Regions from separate parts of the Sus scrofa genome. Here region 2 is linked to region 1. The links are chromatin contacts, called in public HiChIP or PLAC-seq maps. All regions are on one chromosome and are shown on one strand. Each heading gives the region's core, a stretch centred on a gene start, on an enhancer-like site or on the middle of the called end of the contact. The rest is flanking DNA. Distances are from core to core; before and after follow the strand shown. Region 1 overlaps LOC110261573 (a long non-coding RNA gene). Region 2 overlaps BAZ1A (bromodomain adjacent to zinc finger domain 1A).

Region 1 (4,008 bases), core at 217-2,716:
CTCGGAAGAAATAGATTTTTGTCCTCTCCCCCGAGCAGTGTCCATTCCTGCCCCCATCCTTGTGTCTAACTAGAGTCAAAAGGGGACACTGGGCCATCACTAAGCAATCTAAGGCAACCTGTGACCTCAGGCCCAATGTGCAAGCCAGGCCATATGAATTAGAAAGATTCAAAAGAAGGCAGAGTATTTCAGGGACAGGGAGAGAGGAAAGGACAGGTCCTGGCAAGGAAGTGGAAAGAAGTCAGTACCCAGGCAGAGAAAGAGAGCAGAGGACATGGCCCAGCAAAGGCCAGGGCTGCTGAAGCAGTGATGGAGCTGGGGAGAAATGGGGACGAGGGGGGCCAGACTGGGTGGATTCTGACTCTCGGGGACTATAAATGCTATCTGAGGAATTCAGAATCTGTCCTGCAGGTCACGGTGGGTCACTAGAGTTCTGTTACAGGAAATAACAGACAAAAGTGTGTATTAGTGAAAGAAGATTTAATTGTGTAATTGTAACCCTTTGATACCACTTGAATTTTTAAAACACGTTTTTTAAACCATATGGCATATATTTATCGGCTACACCACAGCCACAGCCATGCCAGATCTAAGCTGTGTCTGCAACCACAACTCATGGCAATGCCGGATCCTTAACCCACTGAGCAAAGCCAAGGAATGAACCTGCGTCCTCATAGAGACTAGTTGGGTTTATTACTGTTGAGCCACAATAGCAACTTCGTATATTTTTAATACTATAGAAAATACAACATATAATTTGTGCCAATATCTTTGGGGAAAAAATTCTTTTGGCTGCACCTGTGGCATGGAGAAGTTCCCAGGCCAGGGAGCAAACCCTCGCCACAGCAGCAACCCAAACCACTGCAATGACAACACTGGATCCTTAACCTACTGCACCACAGGAGAACTCCTGAAAACTTTTAAATAGGAACAATCAAGTCTTGCTATCAGAGTAAGGAGAGAACAAGGGGAGAGGCAACACAGGGCAATGGGCGTGAATGTTGGCGTTGGGCTTCTGAGTGAGTGACTTAAAATTTCTGAGGCTCAAATTCCTTTCAAAACAGATAATGATACTCATCCAAGAGAATAATTATGAAGACTAAATAGGATAAAGCATATCAAGTGCCAGCCCTGCTAAGTGTTCAATAAATGTGTAAAACACTGAGAAGCTACTATAGTGAAACAGGACCTGCACTAAAGTGAGGGCAGTGGAAATGGAAGAGGATGGGCTAGAGTTATTTCCAAAGTAGGATGAACTGAACAGTTATCGGGATTTCAAGAGAGGGAACACCCACAGCTTTCCCCCGGGGTTGTGATAAATGATGCACTGCAGTCACACCTAATATCCAGTCTCAGGGTACCTCCTCCCTCAACTTTCCTGAAATCCACTCCTTAAGAACATGATTCCTCGGAGAAGTTATTCCACAGATGGCCTGAAGATGTCGCTGCAGACAGTACCATCCATATTGGGCGCGTCGTGTCTGGAGTCTGCCTTTCCTGATGGAAAATTCCACTGTGGCTCCCTATCCAACTCCTTTTACTCCCTGCTCCTGCCTGTAGTGTAGCCTCCTCTCTCTCCTGTGAATCCTCATCCTTCCCTCGACCTCCCTATGCTGATGCCCTGGCCACCTGGGGTGGAGGTGGATCTGAGCCCTTGTGACCAGTTTGTACCCATGCTTCCCTGCCCTCTTTCCATCATCATGTCCATATAGATCACTTACCAAGACCTGCACCCACGCCCACCCGCATTCCCCCAGCCTCTCGTTTCAGTCAATGAATGTAGGATTTAATGACACACGAATTGACTTCATTTTCTGAAAATATCGGTGTCCTTGGTAAAATAATCCCCGAACTGTGGCCTATATAAACAGCCGTGGGATATAGGAAATGAGCATTTCAGAGCCAAGCTGAGTGACTTATCCAGAGGGCCTTTGTCACAGTCATGGGACTTGACTCTGACAGCCGAGACCTGGTAACAAAGGAAAAATGTTCCATGCCAATTTCCCCCTTTGTCCCGCCCCTGGCTTCTGTCTGTGACCTTTCTTACTCAGTCTCTCATTTGCTGTCAGCATTTAAAAATCATCCTAAGAGTAAGGGATTAATAGATACACATTACTACATATGAAAGAGATAAGCAACAAGGATTTGCTGTATAATACAGGGAACAATATTCAATATTTTGCAGTATCTGTAACAGAAAATAATCTCAAATATATAAATAAAATATACGTATTTCTGAATCACTTTGCTATACACCTGAAACTAACACAATAGTATAAATCAGCTATACTTCAATTTAAAAATTAAAAGTTAAAAAAAACCTGAGAACGTTCAAGAGTCAATTTTTTTTCAGTACCCTCCATTAACAACCTCAAAGATAAGACTCCAGGACATGTCTCATTTTTTAACACTTATCCAAGTAATGTGGGGCTCTACTCCAGAGAACAGAAGGGCTAAAAGGAGGTTTGGGAAAGACATTATCTTGGTGCTTACAAAAGAAGGGTGAGGATCAAGGTTCTGAAATCTTCACTCTAGGTATAAGTTGAAGTGAATCTGTGATTCTGCTGTGATTATCTACGATGCAGCTATGATTCTGTTTACCTTTGTCCTAAACCATTCCCAAGACCTCAGACCACAGAAGAGAAAAAAAATGTCCACATCGCTATACAGTTTTTGGTGATGGCTTTTGCCTCTGACACTGAGGGATCATGAGCCCGTCACCTGATTATAATGCCCAAGAGCAGGGACCTCCTCTTAGGTATGTCCCACATCCTGCCAAATCGCAGGCTTTTGTGTGGAAGCACCCTGCTGTTAAGTCTCCTCGTACCCTGACTGAACTCAGACTGAATTTACACCCGAGACAAAAACAGCAAATGAGAGATAACCAACAAGGACCTACTGTATAGCATAATATTCTGTAATAACCTAGAAGGGAAAAGAATCTGGAAAAGAAAAAAAAAAAATATATATATATATATATAATGCATGACTGAACCACTTTGCTGTACACCTGAAACTAACACAATATTGTTAACCCACGATACTTCAATTAAAAAATAAATTTAGGAGTTCCCGTTGTGGCTCAGTGGTTAACAAACCCAACAAACCCGACTAGTATCCACGAGGATGTCGCTTCCATCCCTGGCCTCCCTCAGTGGATTAAGGATTGGAGTTGCCGAGAGCTGTGGTGTAGGTCACAGATGTGGCTCGGATCTGGTGTTGCTGTGGCTCTGGCGTAGGCTGGCAGCTGTAGCTCCAATTCGACCTCTATCCTGGGAACCTCCATATGCCACGGGTGCGGCCCTAAAAAGACAAGACAAAATAAATAAATAAACATAAAAATCTTTTAAAATAACAAACATACTGGCATGCAGGGGAAGCAATGTACTCTTAAGCCTCCACCCATTTCCAAATCCAACTAGTCCTCCCTGAACACAAGAGACCATGAACCCTCACACCTATAGCTATGATTCGGTTACTGCCAACAAACAGCAAAAAGAAAGAGCCAGGAATTCTGGCCACGTGCAGGCTGCCTCCCTCCCTGGGAGCAGCAAGTCACCCAACAGGCAGGCTGAGCTCGTGGTTGAGGCACTTGCTCAGCAGGAACACCTGAAAGAGATATTTATTGAAAGCATGTGAGGTTTGTTTTGTTTTGTTTTGTCTTTTTGCCTTTTCTAGGGCTGCTTCCCTCGGCATATGGAGGTTCCCAGGCTAGGGGTCTAATCGGAGCCATAGCCGCCGGCCTACGCCAGAGCCACAGCAACACCAGATCCAAGCCGCGTCTGCGACCTACACCACAGCTCATGGCAACACTGGATCCTTAACCCACTGAGCAAGGCCAGGGACCAGACCCGCCACTTCATGGTTCCTAGTCGGATTCGTTAACCACTGCGCCACGATGGGAACTCCAGCATCTGAGTTTTTAGGAAACTCAGTCTTTTTAAGGAAAAAAAGGAGAACTTTTTTGAACTTGTTACACTTACTTTACAGCACAGTGTGGTCAAGTTC
Region 2 (3,667 bases), core at 220-2,719, 530 kb after region 1:
GATTTAGTCAGTTAGGTGAGACTCTACTAAAGAGAAGACAGAAGAGTAAATCCACCTATAAAACATGTAAAGATTTTCTAAAATGACAAGTACTAACACTACAGATGGATTATCTAAGATAGACATTGTAGCATAAATTCATTCTTTTATTCTTTAGGTCGTCTTAATGACCAATACTGTCACAGGGTTATTGACCAAATTCTGACCTTAATACAAGATAAAGCTTTCTTTAATTCAGGATTCGAAGCAGGTGAATTTCAGCAGTCCTAGTGACAGAAAGTAGGGTTAAAAGGAAGTTGTGTTGGAAAATCAGCTGGTGTAAAAGAAAGATATATTAACCGTGAGGTGTGTATGGCCATTATATTTTCTATTCATGATTTGTTTGATCTGTGATTTTTATAGCTCTGCTTCTATACAGGACTGTCTATAAAGAAAAGTCTACCTATGAATAAGTATTGGCCATTAAAAAGGTTTTAACACCCCTTTTGAAACTAGTTATTTAAATGTTAGAGAGGGAAAAAAATAGTTTGGCATTTTTCTGCCCTTCCCTCATTTCCTTGTTATTATTGGCCATATTTTAAATGGTTATTTCACTTTCATTAATGGCCCCATACTGTTCCTCCAGGTATTTTTCCTATGTTCTCCCATCTCAGCAACAAACAACTTTTCCATAGTCTTCCCGAAAGCAACTGAATAGTCGAATGGGATTGAACGTTCTTTTATTTCCTCATTAGCTAGTCTTATTATGTAAGGTGTTTCTTGCTATTTTTTAGAAATGGGGAAGTTTGGCAGAAAAGCATGAATTTATCTTAGTGATGAAAACATTGAGGTTCATTGAGGCTATTTACTGAAGATCACATAGATAGTAAGTGATCATACAGCTAGTAAGACACTATAGATGCATTGTTTCATTTAATCATACCACCCTTGTAAGGTAGATGTAACTATAACTATTTTTCTGCCGTTTACATATAAAGAAACCTAGACTTAAATTAACTTGCCCAGAGAGTTTTAAATTTAACTTTAATTTAATGTGCCCAGGGAGTTTAATTAACTTGCCCAGAGACATACGGCTAATAAGAAAGTGATGGGTTACAAATTTAAGCACTTTAGTCTAGAGCCTCATAGTGACTATGTTGTATTTCCTTATAATATGGCAAAGAAGTAATTATCTGTCTTCAAGAACATCTGATTTCTTTGGCCTTTGGTCTCCATGTTTTTATATCAAACCTTGGATTTTTTTTTTTTTTTTTTTTTTTTTTGCTTTTTAGGGCTGCACTTGCAGCATATGAAAGTTCCCAGGCTAGGGGTCAAATCAGAGCTACAGCTGCTGGCCTACGTCACTGCCACTGCCACAGCAATGAGAGAGATCCAAGCCACATCTGTGACCTGCACCGCAGCTCGCAGCAATACCACAACGGGAACTCCAATTTGGATTTTTTTTTTTTTTTTTTTCCAGTGCCATGCCTGCAGTATAAGGAAGTTCTGAGGCTAGGGATGGAAACCAAGCCACAGTAGTAGCCTGAGCCACAGCATTGACAGTGCCAAGTCCTTAAATGCTAGGTGGCGCCACCAGGGAACTCTTAATTAGCAGATTTTTTTTTTAATCAGCAATTTTTTAACTCTCATATTAAAAATATCACTTCCTCTCTTTTGTCTTACCTCTAAATGCCCTTCAAAGTGTATGAACAAGAGAATTTTTTATATAGAATAGTTTGTGTTTTTACTAAGATGCTATTGTTTAGGGTTGAAATTGTATTTACCTAATTCTAGATTATAGTGGTGATAGATATATCTATTTCAGAAAGTCATAACATATACAGTTCAGCTGTATTCTCTTGAGATGACATACCCAATGGTTATCTCTCAGTGAATCCTAAAATGATATTTATTTCTTGACAGTGCGATTTGGTAGATAATTGAGCTAAAGAATATATATTTTAACATGTTGGTTTAATACAACTGAAAGTAAACTGTCATTTTGTTAGTTGTCTATTTCCTAAGGCCTTGTAGCCTTCATTGTAGAAAATTATAACTTTGTAGAGCTAAAATAGATTGAGTATGGTGATAGGTGCAAAGGGAGAGAGACAGTATACTTATACAGCCCTGTAACTAGGACTGTTGTTAATTTTAGAGGGCCTATTAATTTTAAGTTTGTTTGGCTTTATCTGTAAAATGAAAATTGAAAAAGCTTTAGGTCTAGTATTTTCTTGATGAGGAAGAATATATCTGTCATTTTGACTAGATTCATGGCCCGGTAGGAATAATTTCTGCATGTATACAACTTCTCCTGTATGTATTGTTTATGCTTTTAATGCCATGAAATTGTCAGTGATCGTAATCCCAGAACTGACTTTTTCATGCCTTTTCCTTTAGTAAAGGACAACATTTCTGTTCTCTAAGGTTCATTTTTTCAGCTTGTGACCTTTGGGGGAGAAAATCGTAGTAGAAAGTTAAGAACACAGAACCAGGTTAGCCCAGTGATTTTCCAGCTTTAATCTGTGGAGCCCTGCAGTCTGTTCAGGGGTCCCTCCATGCTGTTCCAGGAGAGTTGGAAAGATGAATGGGCAGGATTGTCATCTCTGTGCCTGACTTTAACAAGGGCATCTTTTATATTGTGCTTCCAAGAAATATTTGAAGAATTTGAAAACTGCTGATCTAGACTTACCCCTTTAAGAAAAATGAAGCCAATTAAGTGACTGGTCTAAAGGCTACATAACTAGGAACTGGGCAGAGCTAAGAATAAAGTGTACATATCCAACTTTTAGTCTGAAACTGTGTCCACTCTACTGTGATACAACAGAAGGGCTTTTTATAAGCTTAAAGTTTTTTCATAGGTGACATTTAAATTTTTTGTTATCTACATAAGGAATAATTGTGTGTGTGTGTGTGTATATATATATATATATATATATATGCCAGTGTAAATACATTTTTGTGCCATTAGATTTGCTCTTTAGTCCGCTTTGTAGGCTAAGCACTGTTTTCAGAGCTAAAGCAATTTACTTGGAAAACATAGGGAGATACTCTTACTGTTTCTTGGATTGAAGAGTTTTCAAAATAAAAACAAGCAATTTATATGAAGAGGATAAATCTGTGGTTGAGTGACAGCACTGTACTGTTTTAGTTCCTTTAGCTCCTTTTCTGTGCTGCTTTTGTGATGGTTACAACTTATACTTTGTTATTATTCAATCTTAAAATATTTATAAAAGATTTGGGCGTCTTCAAATAGATTCTGATTTTCAAAGTAGACTTTCCTAAAGTTATATTGATCAAGGAGATTCGTTTTGCATTCTAATGTGCATTTTACCACTCTTGGGGAATATGTATGTGCATCTTGTTGGTAACTTGGAAATTGTCTTCTCGTGTTAAGTAAGGGAAAAGTGTGTAGCGTATGTCTTAGGATTTATAGTTGGATGTGCAGACTAGACAGAATATGAATGCTGCTTGTTGTACTTAGTGTTGGCTCTTTTGAGGTTCCTGAATGTTAAGTTGTTTGCTGTTTCTTTCATCATTTTAAAAGGGCATTATTCCCAAATATTCAAGCTTTGATTTGCACTAGAATAAAGTATTTATTTCCTTAAAGATTTAACAGAGGCTTTGGATGAAGATGCAGACCCTACAAAATCTGCACTGTCTGCAGTTGCATCTTTGGCAGCTGCATGGC

What was found. HiChIP or PLAC-seq counts read pairs in DNA pulled down with a chosen protein or histone mark.
Region 2: a contact with region 1 is called in an H3K27ac HiChIP or PLAC-seq map of alveolar macrophages. The contact joins two enhancer-like sites. A contact is called at or near these places in 1 of 47 Hi-C or Micro-C datasets (epiblast stem cells) and 1 of 2 datasets of contacts at active chromatin or transcription factors (alveolar macrophages).

The regions. Positions count from the first base shown.
Region 1 is chr7:64,499,230-64,503,237 of Sscrofa11.1, forward strand. All of the region lies in intron 1 of LOC110261573 (a long non-coding RNA gene), which reads right to left. Among named protein-coding and RNA genes, the nearest start is that of NFKBIA, 6.9 kb to the right of the region's middle. Within about 2 kb of position 1,467, at least 31 of the 83 cell types and tissues checked have an H3K27ac peak or open chromatin away from gene starts, as enhancers often do. A contact at or near this core is called in alveolar macrophages, where this site is marked.
Region 2 is chr7:65,032,107-65,035,773 of Sscrofa11.1, forward strand. BAZ1A (bromodomain adjacent to zinc finger domain 1A) reads left to right here. Exons shown (of 27, transcript NM_001244159.1): 13 at 3,587-3,667. Among named protein-coding and RNA genes, the nearest start is that of CFL2, 57 kb to the right of the region's middle. Within about 2 kb of position 1,470, at least 1 of the 83 cell types and tissues checked has an H3K27ac peak or open chromatin away from gene starts, as enhancers often do. A contact at or near this core is called in alveolar macrophages, where this site is marked.